4 separate regions of the Mus musculus genome follow, and regions 1, 2 and 3 are each linked to region 4. Evidence: chromatin contacts called from public HiCAR-type, Micro-C and promoter capture Hi-C data. All regions are on one chromosome and are shown on one strand. The core of a region is the stretch at or near the end of the contact, and the rest is flanking DNA. Distances in the headings are between cores, read along the strand shown. Region 1 holds the start of St6galnac1 (ST6 (alpha-N-acetyl-neuraminyl-2,3-beta-galactosyl-1,3)-N-acetylgalactosaminide alpha-2,6-sialyltransferase 1). Region 2 holds the start of Sec14l1 (SEC14-like lipid binding 1). Region 3 holds the start of Foxj1 (forkhead box J1). Region 4 holds the start of Usp36 (ubiquitin specific peptidase 36).

Evidence for each region. Promoter capture Hi-C pulls out the DNA fragments that hold promoters and counts their contacts. A called contact is a pair of places that touch in the nucleus more often than the background predicts. HiCAR-type assays count read pairs that join an accessible place to other places.
Region 1: a contact with region 4 is called in a promoter capture Hi-C map of embryonic stem cells, with 4 times the contacts expected there. The contact joins the promoter of St6galnac1 here to the promoter of Usp36 in region 4. A contact is called at or near these places in 3 of 39 promoter capture datasets (embryonic stem cells, liver and pre-B cells).
Region 2: a HiCAR-type map of astrocytes shows a contact between it and region 4, with 2.8 times the contacts expected there. The contact joins the promoter of Sec14l1 here to the promoter of Usp36 in region 4. A contact is called at or near these places in 1 of 39 promoter capture datasets (pre-B cells), 1 of 115 datasets of contacts at active chromatin or transcription factors (astrocytes) and 1 of 9 other capture datasets (liver).
Region 3: a Micro-C map of embryonic stem cells shows a contact between it and region 4, with 6 times the contacts expected there. The contact joins the promoter of Foxj1 here to the promoter of Usp36 in region 4. A contact is called at or near these places in 1 of 39 promoter capture datasets (liver) and 1 of 484 Hi-C or Micro-C datasets (embryonic stem cells).

Annotation. Positions count from the first base shown.
Region 1 is chr11:116,772,941-116,777,402 of GRCm38.p6, reverse strand. It overlaps St6galnac1 (ST6 (alpha-N-acetyl-neuraminyl-2,3-beta-galactosyl-1,3)-N-acetylgalactosaminide alpha-2,6-sialyltransferase 1), which reads left to right and starts at 1,896. Exons shown (of 9, transcript NM_011371.2): 1 at 1,896-2,116. The coding sequence starts at 2,001.
Region 2 is chr11:117,112,435-117,117,250 of GRCm38.p6, reverse strand. It overlaps Sec14l1 (SEC14-like lipid binding 1), which reads right to left and starts at 2,083. Exons shown (of 16, transcript NM_001166506.2): 1 at 1,900-2,083; 2 at 1-91. The coding sequence starts at 61.
Region 3 is chr11:116,333,493-116,338,217 of GRCm38.p6, reverse strand. Foxj1 (forkhead box J1) reads left to right here and starts at 2,864. Exons shown (of 3, transcript NM_008240.3): 1 at 2,864-3,000; 2 at 3,510-4,176. The coding sequence starts at 3,679. It overlaps Rnf157 (ring finger protein 157), which reads left to right. Exons shown (of 19, transcript NM_027258.1): 19 at 1-1,873.
Region 4 is chr11:118,288,212-118,292,435 of GRCm38.p6, reverse strand. It overlaps Usp36 (ubiquitin specific peptidase 36), which reads left to right and starts at 2,192. Exons shown (of 21, transcript NM_001033528.1): 1 at 2,192-2,479.

The DNA of each region.
Region 1 (4,462 bases), core at 647-3,146, 1.5 Mb after region 4:
AAGCACATACACACATATGCACACACACATGCACATACACACATGAATACACACACATGCACATACTCACACATGCACATACACACATGCACATACTCACACATGCACATATACACACGCACATGATTATACACACATGCACATACGCACATGCACATACACATGCTTAGACACACACGCACATACATGCACATACACATGCTTATACACACACATGCGCACACATGCATACACACACACCCTGGAAAGCTGGAGTTACAGTTCTACTATTCTGGTGCCAGGAGCTGCAGTAGACACTGTGAGATTTCAACCTATCCTTGCCCTGCAAGCCCAGCTTCTTAGGCATCTGCTCGCACTCTCTCATCCCTAGGAGGGTGGTTGAGGCACACACTGGTGCATGCTGTGGATGAAGGCCCAAGAGTTTTAGGGACAGAAACAAAAGCAGAGAGAAATGAGCAATGAGGCCAGGAATCCACCGTCAGAACCTCACCTTCCAAGTAACACCTTTAGCAGTGCGAGTGTTTTGTACTGTACAGCATCCAAGACCCTTTAACCAGTAATCCATACATACTTCTGTTCTCTGAAAATATGATTTTATTGTGTTACGCCATATTGTATTACACAAAAGTTATGTTTGTGTGTGTGTATGTTCATGTTTGTATATGTGTGCACATGGGTGTGTGCATGTGTATGTGCGTGTTTGTGTGTGTATGTGCATGTGTGTATGTGTATGGACATGTTTGTATGTGTGTGCAGAAGACCATCTCCAGTGTTGGGTCACATCTCCCACCTTGTCTAAAGCAGGGCCACTCTGGTTTATACCAGTCTAGCTGGCCTAATGAGGTTCTTGGAGTCTTCTTTCTCTATCTCCCATCTTGGCACAGAATCACCGGGTATGCAGACATGTGCTACCACAACTGGCTTGGCGTAGGTGCTGGGACTCCTGAACTCAGGTCCTCATGGCTGTGCAGGGAGTGTTTGACCCACTGAGGCCTTACCCTGGACCTTATGCTTCTTTTCTCTCTTCTTTAAATTCAGATAGAATGAATGATTTCTTGGACCATTCTGTGCAGAGGCTGAGAAAGCCATCTTGGGACCGATCAAACTGGATCTGCAGCAGTGGTGTGCTCTGCACTCTGGAGCCACCTGGTACACAAAGGCTGCTTTCTCCACTATGACAGTGGGGTGACAATTGGTTATAGATTCTTTGGGGACAGGTTCCATAAGCACCTTTAAATATGGCTATATATGTATAATGTATACACATTATATAGATATACACACACACACACATATGTGTATACACACACACTTTGTGTGTGTGTGTGTGTGTGTGTGTGTGTGTATCTGTGCATGGAGGGCAGCAGAGGGCAGCAGACCCCCCCGGAGCTGGAGTTACAGATGGTTGTGGGCTACCACGTGACTGCTGGGAACTGAATCTGAACCCTCTGCAATAGCAGCCTGTGTTCTCACCCATGGAGCCTTCTCCCCAGCCCTCCATAAGAACTTTTGTGTAAAGCCTTTAATGATCCCTGGATGACAGCAAGTCTCAGATGTGCTGCTTCCTGGTGACATTCCAGTCTCAACCCCAGAGAGGCTAACACCCGCGATGATGACTTTGTGGGGTTCCTCCCATGAACAGCCAAGTGTGCTGGAAACCTCTGCTTCTTCTACTTATGGATGAGGCTGGGAGAGGAAATGACCAGATAAAAGCGAGGCTGTTTATGACAGATACATGGTCTCATATAGCTTCCGGAATTTGGCTTCAGAGACAAAAAACAAAACAAAACAAAACTTGCTTGAGTAGGAGTTTCTCTTCCTTCCATCAAGTTAGCTTAAAGCATACTCCACCCCTCATTTTCACCTGTGCTTTCATGAAAGCTAAGAGTCACGCTAAAGGGCAGGGCTCCCTCGCTCTCACCTGAAGGAGCAGGCGATCTGACTGCTGCTTTAAGAAGCTTGCTCTCATCATACATGCTGTTAGGGACCAGCCATCCACCATGACGAGATATTGCAGAGGACTTTCCCAGAGGCAAGCTTTCCTGCTTCTGACTGTGTTGGCATTGCTCTTTATTCTGCTCTTCGTTGTTAAGGATCCAAGGGCAAAAGATTCCAGGTAAGAAGATGCCACTCCTGTGATTCCCAGGAGAAGCACCTGAGGCGAGGCCTGAGGGACTCAGAGCCACCTATAGGTTCCATGTGAGTAAGGTCAGGAGTCCTGTAAAGAGCCCTGGAAGGAGCTGGCGCTGTTGACCAAGGTGCCTGAGACACCAGGAGGCTTGTGCAGGTGGGGGGTGGGATGGGAAGCAGGCAGGAGTTGGGGACCCAAGGACAGAGTCTGCAGAGGGCACACACAGCACAAGGGAAGTCACCCCCATGGCTGGTGAGTAGTAGGGCAGCAGAAGTGCTGGCTCTTACACTCCACACCCCTAGACCCAAAGCACAGACCTAGCCTGTGGGTTTCCCATGTCTCAGAGGCCTCCTCACCCTGAAAAGGGAGTCGGAAAGGTCAAGATTGCCCACTGGTGGGGTTGAAGGGAAGCCTCGAACCTGTGCCCCACGGGACTCCTCCACAAGAACTTCTAGATTATGCAGCACATCTCCAGCAGGGACACCTTTCTTTTACAGTCTCAGTAAAAAAGGTTCCATTGTTTTTGGGTTTTTTTTACCGCTCTTGACATTTGAACACAATACATCCATTCTCTAACAAGATGAGAGGAAAGTTCAGAGAAGTTGGGTCTGATGGGGGCCAAGAGGGTGGAGCACTTGCCCAGCTTGAACAAAGTCAGATTCCTGGTATCAAACTAGGATGGTGGCTCATCCTAGCACGTGGGAGGCAGAGGCAGCAGGACCAGGAGCAGATTCAAGGTCAACTACATGGCAAGTTCAAGGCCAGCATGAGCTACAGGAGACCCAGTTTAAGATTAAAAAACAAAACAAAACAAAAACAAAGAAAGAAATGAAGCAGGAAGTGGGGTCTCCCTAACTCGTTACTCCTTAAGCCCTGGGTGTGCACAGACTCCACACTGCTGCTGTAGCTGAGCCTTCTGTGGTCTCTCTGTGCATGGGGCCCGGTTCTAGATCCCTCAGGTCCAGGTTCTCATTATGAGGAAGGCAGATGGCTAAGATGAGTCACTCAACAGTAAATACACTGCCCTGCCTGTCACACGGAGGGATTCAAACCCAGGCATCTCCATCCCATAGCCTGGGCTTGACGCCTGTAGGTGACATAGCTGAGGGTGACCTTGAACTTCCATTCCCCCTGTCTCTACCACCCAAGTGTGGCGATTATAAGTATTACCCACCACTTTGGCTTAGAAACATTTTCTTATCTAGAAAAGATTTCTGTGCCTTTCCTTAATGGTCATTAGATTATGAGTTGAGGGAAAGGTTGGTTCAACACTTTCCACAAATACGCAAACTGCTTCTATGCCTCCTGCTAATGTATCAGTCGTTTGGTTCACTAAGCTTCAAGAGTTCATTTAGAAGGTATTCGTTTCCGCTTGTGGTATTGTTACGGTTTGATCATCCAAAACAACCCAAGCAGGCACAAGAGCCCAGCAGAGCAAGATCTTTCTTTGAATTGGGCAGCAAAAACTGACCAGTCAGCAACAACAGCGCAGATTCGGGAGCTGACTGAGTAGTTGAAGGCTATTTTAGTAAGTATTTAGGCAGATGGCAAAAATGTATTGTATTCAGACCACTACTGATCAGTCAGGGCTGGGTATCAGGCACAGGCTGATCTGTGACCCTGAACCTGAATAGTACATAGGTTTTCAGCTCCAAAATTACAAACATCTGTGCCAAGTTATCCCACCAATCAGGATTTAGGGATGGGACTTCCATAGGAACATGTCTTTGTGCTTCACTTGTCCTGGTTCCTTGGTTGGGTTAGTGAATTCTGGTGGGGCAATCTGCCAAGAATTCGTGTCTCAACTTGCCAACCAGGATGTAAAGGACTCATTTCCATGACTCTTTCTGCCAACCAGGATGTCAGTTACCCAGGGAGGGCTTGCAACTAAAACTTCCTATGACCCCTATTCAAAATGGCAGTTGTTTTCACAACAGCTTCAGTTTGGTCGCTGCTTACAGGAATAAGATGTGTTTGTGTCTGTTGGGACTCTGAGACAAAGTCTCTCTGTATGTCCCTGGCTGTCCTGGAATTTGCTATGAAGACCAGGCTAGGTTCAGACTCATAGAGATCTGCCAACCTCTGCTAGGATTACAGGCCTGTATCCCTTTATTTTTGTATTCATGTTTTTATGTATTTATATCATTTGAGAAATCAGTTTTAAGCATGCATTTCAGAGGACAATGGCTGTCACAGTGTCAGGGCATCCCTAGAACAACATGGGGATGTGGGAGGGGGTTGAAGGACTCCAGGGATGCTAGAAAGAAGCTTCTAGTGACCACACCAGTCAGTGGCACATGCTCCTGAGTGGAGGGGTATGGCAAACAGCTT
Region 2 (4,816 bases), core at 834-3,333, 1.2 Mb after region 4:
CCATAATTAACTCAAAGGGATGTTTATACACCCGCACTGGGGACTGGTATTTTTGCACCATGGTTGTAATTCAATAGCAGTCTTCTTACTCCTGAAAAACATAAATACGTGTAATAAATAACCACATTACAGGAAAGAAAAGTGAGTCTGGATTCTCGTACCGCCACATCCTAGAGACCACCACAGGTCATATTTCCAAACATACACGAAAACGAAAGAGGATTCGCTGAAACGGTCTGACGGGGAAGCATCAGGGTGTTAGTAACAAGCAAAGATGGCCCACATGGAAGGAGGGGCCACCTGGGAGGCCCTCTGCCCCCTGTATGGGCAGAGTCTCTGGCTTAGGTCAGGAGATCTAGTCTTCAGCAGCCATGAAGTCCCAGGATTCAGTGGTGTTCTCTTGAACAATGTCTACAAGAAGCCAACTAAAAATGTAACATGTTATGGCAACCGTTCTGGGGATGACACAAAAAGCTGGAGCAAGCGACCCTTACTGTCTTCTTAAATAATGGGATACTCCTTAAGTGCTGGCTTCAAAGGGAACTTTGTTGTTTCCTGTTTTCTAATTGCTCGCTCCGATTTCAGAGACTGTCTACAAACAGCAGGGAGGCTGCCCAGCTCCAGCTAAGGGGTTCCAAAACCCTCCAGCCTCCTGAAGCCGAGAACCCGAGAACCGCAAGGCAATCAATTACATGCTCAAGTCTGAGGTCAAGGAACCTTGCTTTGCATACAGAATCACTCGGGTGCTGGCAAGGGCGGCTTTCTGGGCAAACACCCTTGTGTGTTCAGAGTCATCTAGAACCTTTTGCTCACCTACTTAAAGGAGGAGAAAAACAAACAGAAATATAAAAAGGAAAGAAAGTCCAGTGAGCCCAGTAGTCCCACTGGGGCTCAATCAATAAGGATGTTATTTTACCTAGATACAGTCAAAAGACATTCAAAAGTTCAAAACCCAGTATCTCGGTATCCCAAATTACAGGTGTTTAAAAAAGCAAACAAAAAACCCCTACGCTGATAGACTTCAGAGGATTGCTATCTAGAGCTGCACTTCTACAATGTTTACATTGCTTTAAACAGGTCTGGAACTTTCTCTGGTATGTTTGCTTGGCATAGCACTCGGAAGGAGCAGGTTACGTTGGAAAACCACCTTCCAACAGTTGGAAAACTACAATGGCTAATAACTCTGGGTGACCTCAAGCATGCCGTTCGCCTTTCCTGATTCCATCTGTGTGAGACGATCTTACACTCCCAGCTCTCAAACCAGACTCCTCGGTTCTCCAAACTCAAGCCTTCATTAATCTCGATTCAGGCGCTGACGCGTCCTGGAGCGCAGAGACCGCGTTCCATTCACTCTCGTAAACCTTACAACGCCGGTGCGCGGAGGGGAGACTAAGAATCGTTTATATTTTTTTAATTGAGAAAATTAGTTTTCGGGTATCTCTCAAATAAAAGGAGGATGATTACCGGGTGCTGACGGGTAGGAGAGAAGATGCAAGCACTGCGTGATGCCTTTATTAAGAAACTCTTAACCAAGTGACTACACTGAAGGACCAGCTTGCTCGCCAGCTCCCTGAACTTGGGCCAGATCTTGGCTTGGGGAGGTCTGGTCCAGATCCACGCCCTGCGCGGGCATCCGGAGTGACCACCGCCAAATGGCACAGGAGGCCGGGGCTGCCTCTGTTGCATGATAATTGGTATTTGAAAATCAGCCCAGGGTCGGCCCCGGGGGAGCGCCTCCCTGCAGGCCGGGGCTGGACGGAGGGGGCGGCGGCGGCGGAGGGACCCGGCTGGCTCCGCAGTCTCCGAGATGGCGAGCGCCCCGGGCCGTCGCAGCAGAGGGACCCTGCCAGGGACTGACACCCGGGCGCGCTCCTACCCTCCACGACGACGCGAGCTTACCTCTTGTCAGAAGGACCGGGTCGGGGACGCGGCGCGGTGGCGGGATGCGTTCATGCCGGCGGCTCCCCGAAGAGAGAGCCGTGCCACAGGCTCGGCTGCCGCCGCTCGACCGCCGGTTCCGGGGACAGGGGCCGGGGCGGGAGGGCCGAGGGGCGCGGCGAGGGCTCGAGTGGTTGTTACGGGTGACGGGGAGGGAGGGGCCAGCCCGGAAGAGGCGCGCGTGCGCACACCAGGCCGAGGGGGCGGGGGAAGGAGCAGGAGGCGGTTGCTAGGGAGGGGGAGGGGCGGCCGCCGGGCTGGCTAAGGGCCGTACTGCGCCGGCGCGAGTTACAGATCTGCGCGTGCGTAGGAGGGGCTCAGGACTTGGTCTGCCAGGACTCGGAGCGAGCCCCAGAGGCTCCTTCTCTTGGCGTCAGTGGGAAGGGGGAAGGGCCGTGGCGGCGGGCGAGGCTTCGCAGTTAGCAGCCACAGACCCCAGAAAAGATTCAAATGCGCACTCCAGCCGGAGCGGGAACTGGGACCTCTACGGAATGTCAGCTAAGCCGGCCCTCCAGCTTGAATGCTGCGCGCTTGCGCCGTCTGTGCTTCCTCGTGGGCTTCCTCTTTTTTTTCCTGCACTGCTATAGTGTCTGATTGCATTCTGGCCTAGTAATGGTGATGGAGCGAACAGGGTGGGGAGGAGATGGGTGTAACCCAAGCACCCTTGTCAACACGTCCAGATGGTTGGGGAATGTCTGGCTGTGGGATGGCTCTAAGGGGAGGGACCTCAAGTGGGGTGCTAGGTGTGCCTTGCGTTTCAGCGTCTCCAACTTTAAAATTTAAGAGCCACACACGGAGACATTTAGGGGTCCTGAAGACGGGCGGGTGACAATAAGCGGACACCTGGCGCATCCACCCACACAGAAAAGCTAGTTTTAGAAGCAACACACAATTTCTCCATCAGTGTCACTGTTGTTCCGTTCACATTAGTCACCCCGGATGGCTGTACTTGCACACAAGAGTTTGGGAATTTCCTTCAGGACCTGTTTACCCACCACACAAACATATCATTCATTGCTCGATCACACTTTATTTCCAACTCAAACCGTCATTTTCCAGCACTGCTACCCGCGCTACTCAGGCTGCTGATGACTTATGTCCACGTGTAGGGATCACATTCACCTTTAAAAGATGCTGTGGGAGCTGGGCAGTGGTGCCTTTAATCCCAGCACTTGGGAGGCTGAGGCAGGCAGATTTCTGAGTTCGAGGCCAGGCTGGTCTACAGAGTGAGTTCCAGGACAGCCAGGGGCTACGCGGAGAAACCCTGTATCAGAAAGAAAGGGAGAGAGAGAGAGAGAGAGAGAGAGAGAGAGAGAGAGAGAGAGAGAAAGGAAGAAAGAAAGAAAGAAAGAAAGAAAGAAAGAAAGAAAGACAAACATGAGCTCCTGGTAGGAGTGAATGGCAGCACCCATTGAGATGATCTTATCCAGAACACACCATTCTGACAAACCTATAGATGAACCACAAATGTACAGGAAATAGAGACTGGAAGATGGGGCCAATTCACAGCCTGGAAAGCACAGACCTCGGGGGTACAAAACAGATATAGTCTTTATCAAATGATTTCTAAAGAAAGATGAGGGGAAGTCTAACTGATACCTTAAGAGGAGTTGGGAAATTCACTTAGACAACTGTGCTCTCAACTGCAGTGGCTGCTCTCCCAGGGGACCAGGATTCGATTCCCGGTACCTACTTGGCAGCTCACAACTGGCTGTAACTCCAGTCCCAGGAGATCTGACGCCCTCTTCTGGCCTCCTCTGGCACTGCATGCCAGTGGTGCACAAGCATACAGGCAGGCAAAAACATCCACAAACATAGAAAGAAGGAAAAGAATTGAAGAGAACATGCCTTCGGGGCACATGCTGAAATTTATTTTTATGTGAAGTAATATAATACCTAAGAGTAGCTACAAAATAATCCTGCGGTGCTGCATGCTTTTAATGCCATCATCAGGCAGAAGCACTGAATCTCTGTGAATTAGAGACTAGCCTGGTCTTCATAGCAAGCTCCAGGCCAACCAAGTCTACCTAGTGAGACCCTGTCTCAAAAACAAAACTGCCCAGCCATCTCACCAGACCCCACTAAAGTAACACGTTTAAATAAAAACATGTGTTTACATGTGAAACGTGGTATGTTTGAGAGAGGGTGTGGCTTAGTGTAGTGAGAGTTTAGATTTCTTACAAAAACCCAGTTATGTGACTGTGTTTTCCTTCTAATCCCAGGTGTGGGATAAGAGGCTGCTTCACAGCAGGTGACTATGACTTGCCTAGAGTACTGACAGGGTTGTGACTTTTGCCAGCCGCAAGATGGCTTAATTCTGGGAACTCTGGAGAGGGTATAAATGGGAGAGCCTGGGGCAGCTGCTGCTCCCCCCTGCTGCTGTTGTGGTTTGTCAAGTGATTGTGAACAGAGAGACTTGAAGTTAGAGATATCGCTAACTATCGCTGACTATGAAGATTGGACTTGCCCCAAGGAACCCCATGCATCTAATCAGCAGGAAGTAGTCTCTTTTGTTGGCTGAAAGAGGTCTACACCCCTTCCCCCTCTAACCTTTCTCTTCTACCTAGTGGCAGGGGTTGGAAGGGATCAGGGTGGAGTAGGATTGGAAGGGAGGTATAAGGACACAATAAAATAGAACAAAAACATAATGTCAACTGTTTAGGGTTTTTTTGCTTGTTTTGTGGTGCTAATGTTCAACCCAAGTTTTATAGGCCAAGGAGATATTTCACCATTTAGCTTACACACCCAGCCCATCTGATTATTTTGACATTCATGTTATTGATCAGGTGCCAAAAATCTACAAGGACCCCTACATAGCCACAGTTAACAAATGGCCCCAGGGCTTGTGATTTTCTGCACGTGCACACAGAGTGCTTGC
Region 3 (4,725 bases), core at 1,615-4,114, 2.0 Mb after region 4:
CGAACTATTGGTTGGAAGCCAGATCTAACAGAGTTGGTCTCCTGCACCTCCGGTGTCCACAGTTAGGAAGATACCCCTTGCAAGGCCTGTCCTCCTCCAGTGCAGTCAGGAAGGCCTACTGGGCCACTTCCCTGCAGTGCTTGGGCAGGCTCTTCCCATATCGTCACTACAGCCACTGAGGGGGTCTTGAACCCAGCTAACCACTTCTCTGCCCTCTTTGTAATAGCTGAAGAACTAGGCTAAGAGCTGAGGCCCAGTGGTTCTCAAACTGGTGCACAGGAACACCAAAGGAATGGTGGAGGCTCTGGGGCCAGAGGATTAGGAGACCTCCCTACCCTAGTGCATTCCTCCCCTGCCTTTCAGATGGGATAGATGAGAGGTGGGCTCACCAGTGCTGAGAGATGCTGTCAGGTTAGCACTCAAAGCCATAGCAGCAAGCTGGCAGGAAATTGTTGGGTTCAGTGGGTTTTAACATGGCTCTAAAGTAGATGCCTATCTAGTGGCTTTTGGAACAGAAAGTCGTTCAGCGGAACATGAGATGGTTTGGGGATCAAGATTAGTGACAGTCACTTATGAGGGTGCGATACGAGGAGCTTTAGACTTGCAAGTGTGTTCTTTGAAAGGCTTTCCCCAAAATGCCAGTGCCCAGGATCCTGAGGGGAGGTCGGGGGTGGAGAGTCCGGCTGCAAACTTGCCATGTGGCTGGGAATGACCTTGAACTTCGGGTTTTCCTGCCGGTACTGCCCAAGAGTTAGGATCACAGGCCTGCACCACCGCACAGCTCTCCTTTCCATGGTAATCCCACTGTTAGGGGCTCTGCTGCGCTGCGGGACGTGGGACAGGCTGAGCTTCAGATCCCATGTTGCCCCTTCTGAACACCCTGCTTCCCGTCTTTTACTTCCTCAGCATCCCGAGGGCCCCTCCCTCCCACACTTAAGGTTTACACCAGTGTAGGCTGAGCAATATCCACACCTCCTCAAAAACCAGAACAGAAACAACAGGGAAGTTCCCTGAGCCTGGGACGGCTGCACGGCTGCACGTAGCCCTTCTCCCCTGGCAGGCAGTAGGTAAGCGGTGTTCACAGTGTGGTGTGACCTGGGAGGAGGGGAAGAAGCTGAGATGAAGGAGATTCGGGTAAACAGTAGCCACAGTGGCCAGGAACCCTCGAAAAAGCCATTATAATCAGCCCTTCCGTCTCCCTTCACAAGTGCTCAGCCTGAATTCCATAATCCAGGCACCCAGGTTAGCATACCCTTTGCTCTGCCTTGCTCATTCCGCCCCTCACTCTGCCCTTTTACTTCTTGGCAAGCAGAAATAGCCCATTCACAGGGTGGCCCACTGTCAGCTGCCACACAACCCAGTCCATTTGGGAACCATCCCTTTCTTGGGGCTCAAATGTACAGAGTCAGGCATGTTCTCCTGGTGCCGTTGGCTCCTCATCACACAGTATCTGCACCTTTCCATGCTTGGTACTGCCCAGATCTTGGCCTCCTCAAAGAGCCTTTTTGCTTTACCTAATTTCATCCCACCAGAGTGTCTATCCCCTGTGACATCTGCCAGGCACAGACTCAAACCCTAAGCCATCCATCCCACTGGGGAACTAGTCCTGTCCATCTGGTGTTGGCGTGCTGGCTGCACACTTTGTTTTAGGGCCTGAACACCTGTGTGTATGTGTGTGTGTATGTGTGTGTGTGCGTGCGTGTGCTCTGTATGTGCCATCTGTGTACCCCTCACATTCATGGAGTACACTTATAGGCACATTACAGTGGGGACATCAAGATGCAATATTTATGGATTGCTGCATGATTCTTAAAAGTGAATAAAACTGTTTACAGGGGCAAGGGAGCCATTAATTACAACGTGAATTCGTTTGTGAACGTATTCGTTTCAGTCAGTGGCTCAGGCTCTTTTTAGTATTTCTGCAGACCTGGGTACAAGGCCAGCTCCATTCCTGACTGCCCTACCTGCTTCTGCATCTGCCTTAAACCCGATCACTTCCAATCCTGCAGCTCGTCAATTATTAAAGAACCCCAAAGCTGATGGCAATAGGGAAAGCTAGGGCCCAGAATCCCTTATGCTTAGTAGTTCCCATCACTTAACCAGTTCCTGGCTAAATCAGTAGAACAAATGACCTCTTTGAGAATCTTGCAGGCCCAGGGCTTTTCTGTTTTTTGCCGGCTGGCTCTGCTTCCTAGACTGTCTGAAAGGGCAGCACCTCCGCAGATGCCCCTGGAATGCCAGCTTCCGGGAACTTGAGCAGGGTGAGTGGGCGAGCTGCTTACCGGGAGACGCTGGGTTACCCTACCCGCCTCGGTGTGTCTGCGAGCTGTGTGGCCGTTTCTGCGGATTATAAGCGACAGGTGGCATCAGAGAGTCAAACTTGCCTGTGGGCACCAGAGAAGACACTCGGGGACCAGGGAAAGGCCCCAGAAACCAGACAAAGGCCACTGGCAGCCCGGTGAGGGCAAAGACTTCAAGGGCACGGTTCCCCGAGACTTGGTCTGCAGAATCCGGGGCTGGGTCCCCTCAGCGGTCAAACCCGACGCGTTGGGGGAGGGGTTCCCGGGGCCTCGAGCGGGAGCCGAGCACCCGCCGTGAGACCCAGCGCGGGGCCCTCGGGCGGGAATGCACAGAGTCGGATCTCGGTGGCGGGTAGGGGGCTGGGTGGCGCGGGAGAGGGCGGCAGAACCAGAGAGTTCCAGAGAGTTGCCGCCAGAGGAGCTGCAAGGGCCCGCGGTCTCCTTGGAGACGTACTGGCCAATGACAGCAGCGGAAGCTGTTTATGGGGGCGGGGCGTCGCCATGGCAGCAGAAGAAGCCTTCCGAGCGTCTACTTAATGCCGGTCCCCGGGCCGTCGGCGCTCAGAGAAGCGCCGTCGGGCGAGGGGGGGGGGCGCGAAGAGGGGCGCCAGCACAGCCCTCGAGCTGGGGACAGAGAACCGCGGGAGGTGGGAGGAACTTCTTCCAGAACCTTCCTCTGGCTGGCTGCGCTCTGAGCCAGGTAAGGGACTGGGAGGGCTGTGGACCACGGGATGGGAGGGCGTCGGGACCTGCTGGCTATCCAGTCCATCGGTCGCCCACAGAAGTAGTGGGGCCACGAAAATGAAATCTGAGGAGTTCGGGAGATCGCTTCCTGCTCCTCCATAACTCGGTCCTGTGACCTTCCTTTCCCGAGACCCTTCATCCTAACACCTCTTTTCAAGGATCAGATGACCTACTTTGCCCCAGCCGCGTCGTACTGACCCCCCTGGACTATTGGGATGTGATCTTAGTTTCCCACTCTTTGGGGAAAAGAGTTAGTTTGGGCCTTCCTACCCTCTTCCCTCATTGTGGCCAACAAACCCTTCAAGGGCAGATGGAGAGAGGTGGAGACGCAGGATCAGACCAGGGTCCTGTGTTTCCCTGACCTCGCCACAGGCTGCGGGGATGAATGTGAGGGGCTCCCCCCCTAAGGCGCCTCTTTCCTCTCGGGGTAGGGGAAGAGTGTTCAGTTCCGTGGTGCTCCCGCAGGCCTCACATTCGTGTTCGGAGGAGGCGACCCCCTGGGTCGCAGAATGGAAGTGAGTGTTCTGGAGACTGTGTAACTGGAGTCTGGGTTACCAGCGGGCCAGAGAGCGCGGCGGGCCACTCCGGCTCAGCCTGTGGATGTTGACCGCCCCTTCGGAGAGTCCCCGCAGACATGGCGGAGAGCTGGCTGCGCCTCTGCGGAGCGGGTCCCGGAGAGGAAGCCGGGCCGGAGGGCGGCATGGAGGAGCCGGACGCCCTGGATGACAGCCTGACCAGCCTGCAATGGCTGCAGGAATTCTCCATTCTCAACGCCAAGGCTCCCACTCTTCCCCCAGGAGGCACAGACCCCCACGGCTACCACCAAGTGCCGGGCTTGGTGGCGCCCGGGTCACCGCTGGCGGCAGACCCTGCCTGCCTTGGGCAGCCGCACACACCCGGCAAGCCCACATCGTCGTGCACATCTCGAAGCGCGCCCCCGGGGCTGCAGGCCCCGCCCCCTGACGACGTGGACTATGCCACCAACCCACACGTGAAGCCACCCTACTCCTATGCCACTCTCATCTGCATGGCCATGCAAGCCAGCAAGGCCACCAAGATCACTCTGTCGGCCATCTACAAGTGGATCACGGACAACTTCTGCTACTTCCGCCATGCAGACCCCACCTGGCAGGTAGGGGGAGGAGAGGTGCGGGTGGTGGCCACTCCCTCCTCACGACCTCCTTCTGGCACTTAGCCAGGCTCGCATACCAGATCTGCAAGGCCAAGGAGACACCTGGCTGTGAGGTCAGGCCTCATGAGAGGCCTGACCACTCTGCCAGGTTCTGAAACTGCTCCCTTGTCTGGAGCCAAGGCCCTGGAGGTACAGACGAAGTTGTAGAAGAGGGACCAATAGGGCCCGGTGTAGCCTCATGTGGGATGTAACACTAAGGCACATTCTTGTCCCGTGTCCGAAAATTCCTAGACAATGATCTGCCCGAGGAATTAGTCAGAACTGGACTCTGAAATGGAACCTAGGTGACCTCCCTGCCAACTTCTGCACCCTGCGTCTAGAGAGTAGGGCAGAGATGAGCCCCTCTGGGTACAAAGATCAGTTGTCCAGGTGGAGGGGTCAGGAAGTCATCCTGAAGCCACTGACCAGCCTCCCACCTCAGCTCCTCCCCAGTTTCCTGCCCCCACCCCCACCCTCTCAGCCAGCCTCCCTAGGGGGGCAATTACCTGA
Region 4 (4,224 bases), core at 943-3,442:
TTAGGAAAAGCACAATTCTGCCAGGTGGGCAAGATGAAGCTGGTAACAACTATTTGAAAGACAACAGTGATGTACTTAATAAATAATCCTAGCCAAGTACTAGTGGTGCACACCGTTAATCCTCGCACTGGGGAGGCTAAGGCAGGTGGATCTCTGAGTTCCGGGCCAGCCTGGGCTACAGAATGAGTACCAGGACAGCCAAGGCTACATATGAAAACCCAGTCTCAAGAAAACTAAAACAAAAGGAAGGAAGGGAGGGAGGGAGGAAGGAAAGAAAGAAGAAAAGAAAGAAAGAATCCTTACAATATCTTTGCTGAATGAATCTGCCATCTGCCCAAATGGTCAGAGTTAAGTTTTCCATCTCTATTTAAATTATTCAATATGTAATCTGGGATCTGGACCTAAAAGAGATTTACAAGTGTCAAGTATGCACAATGCACAAGCCTACCTTGTCTATGAGTTAATAAGACCTTCTTCTGTTTGAGGCTGGCTCTTCCCTGGGCATTGGCCACATCCAGTTGCATGTAAAAGTATGTTCTTTACAGATCTCGAAGTGTGCAGAGTGATTTCTCACTGAGAAGGGATTACATTTCTATAACACCACTGCACTAGGGGGTTGGGGGGCATCTGGGGATTGCATTTATTTATTTATTTATTTATTTATTTATTTTGAGACAGGGCTTCTCTGTGTATCCTTGGCTCTCTGGAACTCACTCTGTAGACCAGGCTGGCCTTGAATTTAGAGATCTGCCTGCCTCTGCCTCCTGAGTGGGATTAAAGGTGTGTGCCACTATCGCCCAGCCTGGGGACTAAATTTATTACCTGCCAACTGAGCTACTGACTCTGAATTTTATTTTATTTTTTTGTCCCCACAGATCAAGCCTCCAAGTAAGAGAAATTTGCAAAGTAACAGGCTAATTAGAACAACATCTGGATTAAAAACCTAGGTCTTATGCCAGGTGCCAGCTCCCACACAGGAAGCGTGCTAAAACAGTGAATTTCCCAGGAACTGTATCAGGCTCGGGACAGCAAAAGCAGTAATTCATTGTAGCCAGCCTAGAACAGTGGGTTTATAGAGCCAGCTCCAGCCAGACACAAAGAGTGGTCAGAGAACAAAGAAGTCGGTCTAAATAAAGAGGGAGGATTCTGGGACTGGAACTCAATAGTTAATAGCCCCTACTTCTCTTACAGAGTACCAGAGTTTGGTTCCCAGCCCTCACACTGGGAGCTCACAACTTAGAGCTGCCTGTAATTCCAGTTCTAAGAGAGGATGAGACACCAGTGGCCTCCACAGGCACCTACACTCAGATATTCTTCCCCTATACGTATGTAATTCAAAATCTTTTTAAAACTAAGAGAACTTTTTTTTTCTAATTTAGGTCATATGTGTCTGCCACATGTAGAGTTACATGAGATTTTGAACCACCACTGTATGGGTGCTGGGAAGTCCTTGGAAAGAACGACAAGCCATCTTAACCTCTGAGCCATCTTTCTAGCTCTAAAAGGGACATTGGTATAGGCTAACAGGATTTGGTCTTTGCCATTACTACCCCATCAGCCCCCACTCCCACCCCCTTTTTTAAAGACAAGGTTCTGCTACGTGGTCCAGAAGACATTCTCCAATGATCCTCCAGCCTTGGCCACTTAAGTTAAGCGGTGGAGTGGCTATAGCCAGCATCTCAAGGATCCCAGAGATGACGTTTAAGTTCTGATCATCCCCCACCCCCTCCACTCCTCAGAGTTGCAGAAACTGCTTTCTTGTGCCACAGCGCCTGTTTCATGCAGTGATGGATGGAACCCAGGGCCTCATTCCATGCCCGGCTTGCTAGGGTTTTTTTTGTTTTTTTGTTTTTTTTCAAAAGGACGCCTGCAGGTAAGAACTAACGAACGGTGAATCTTCAAAGCCTCGGTGGCTTGCACTGAACGTGAGCCCTGAGCTCCTCGCCGCAGCACACTGGGCCTGCGCACTGGCAATGTCAGGCACGCAAGCGGAAGTGACGCCACTCGCGTACACCGCGGGAACCACGCCAAGCCGCAGCAGGGTCTCTGGACTCCGGGACGCTTCCGGAGCTTTTAGCTCTACGCGCTTGCGTCATCGCGTAGACTGGCAGGCCTGCGGGGCGGAGGGGTGACGTGTGCGTCGCGAATAGCAGAGAAGGGAGGGTCCAGGGAGACAAGTCGCCGTTAGCTCCGCCTCTTAAGGCGAACGTGCCCTTCACGCGGACTCAGGGAGCACATTGCAGTGCGGCTCCTTTAAACGTCGTGGTGACACGTGTGTGAGGCTCTGGAGGCCCGGATGGTGCGCATGCTGGCCCGGCCCGGATCGGACGCTGGTGCTGCGCGGGCCTTCCGCGGGTTCCCGAGAGGCCTAGGAGGTCGAGGTCGGGCGCGGCGGAGCGCAGGAGCTTCCGCGGGGCTTGGGACGAGGAGGGTGCGCGTTCTACCCGCGGGTTTTGGGGACTCCAGCGAAGGCTGACAGGTGCGTGCGTGGCCGGCGAGGGCACCGGGGAACGCAGAAAGAACATCGGACGCAAGGGACAGGGATCGCCGGGAAGGACAGGGCGTGAGAGGGGCGTAGGGCAACACTGGAGAAGGTTGGGGTGCGAGGGACTTGGAGGAACAAGGGATGCCAGGGACTCCGAGGAAGGGACAGGTGATGTGAGGGGTGCCTGTAAACCCTAGCGTAGCCAGGGAATTGCATCAGTCTTCATCCCAGGGAGCTTCTGGAACGTGAGGTCGCTGGGATCGCGGTTGTTCTCTCAGAGCGGGTTTTCCTTTGAAGGTTCCCGGAGCTGGAAATCTTAGGGTGGAGGTATAGCTGTAGTCCATTTTATAGACTAGGGCAGGGTCAGATCCTTAACACGGATCCACACCGAAATGTAATAGCAGGATAGCATTCTAACCAAAATGCCCATTGCTTATGGTGTGTGATTGTGTGTGCGCGCGCGAGCCTGCCTGCGTCTGTGGCGTGACCCTTGGTGATGGAGATGGTGGAATAGCATCCTAAGACAGGGAGGCACCTTGGATGCCTGAGGATGCCAAAGAGCATGTAGTTCAACTGTTCCCTGACTTGGAATGCTCTGCGGTGGGATGCCTTGGAGGCCCCAGCTCTGTCTTCGCCAGCATGTAAGTGACCCTGAGAATCTGACTTGAGTATTTCTTGGAAAACAGCTTAAAGAGCTGAAGGAAATGCTTTGTTTAAATGACATCTGTCAGAAGGGAGGAGCCAGGCTTGAGTTCCGAATTAGATATGTAAATTGGGCGTGCAGAGTATCCTAGTCCTTGAGAGACCTGGGTCGAGGAAGCATCCCGGTTGGCCTGAGAGTCACACGTGCTGCGTGTGCATGTTAGAGGGTTTGCTGGGAACTACACGAACATTTTTCTCGCTCCTACATCACATAGCCGTATCTTCCAGGTAGAATGATAGACACTTTTTTCCTGCTATAGCTTCAAAAATGATCTTGGCTGAGTAGCCTGCCTTGGTCCTAAGGCCCTTGTGGCAAATGCCTTTGGGTTAGTGTTCCCATTTGCTCATCCCTGAACCATGTTGGGCCAGGACAAAGTTCTCACCTCCCCGTAGGGAGGCATGTGTGGTTTTGAAAATGATGTTTGTGTGGTGGGGATTTTCAGAAGCCAGGCCACCTCCCATCTGCATTCTGTTGGGGGTGGGGGCGTTGGTTAGATGGAGTTCTGAGGCATTCTGCAAGGCAACCTGGGAATGAAGAGGTGAACCAAGATTGGTCAGGCAGTTGTCTTAAGCCCTTGATGGTGGCATTGTGCTGATTGTACCATCCTTTGCATCTGTGTGTGTTTGAATGGACGGAAAACACTTAACTTTTTGGGGCCAGCCGGGAGTGATGGGGCCAGCCGGGAGTGGTGGTGCACACCTTTAATCCCAGCACTCGGGAGGAAGAGGCAGGCGGACTTCTGAGTTCCAGGACAGCCAGGGCTACACAGAGAAACCCTGTCTCGAAAAACCAAAAAAGAAAAAGAAAAAGAAAAAAAAAAACCTTTATGGGGCCAAGTTGACGGTGGTGGGAATTGAAGAAAATGTTTATAGTTAGAAAATTAGGATTTCACATATTTAAAAAAAAAAAACAAACAAAAAACACCTTCCTGGTTAATGAAAGGGGGGAAAAAGTTTGAGGTTTTTACCTATTCTTCTCCACTTGTAACTTTGGACATGTTATTCAGATTGAAGTTGCCCTGTGTGTATGTATGTGT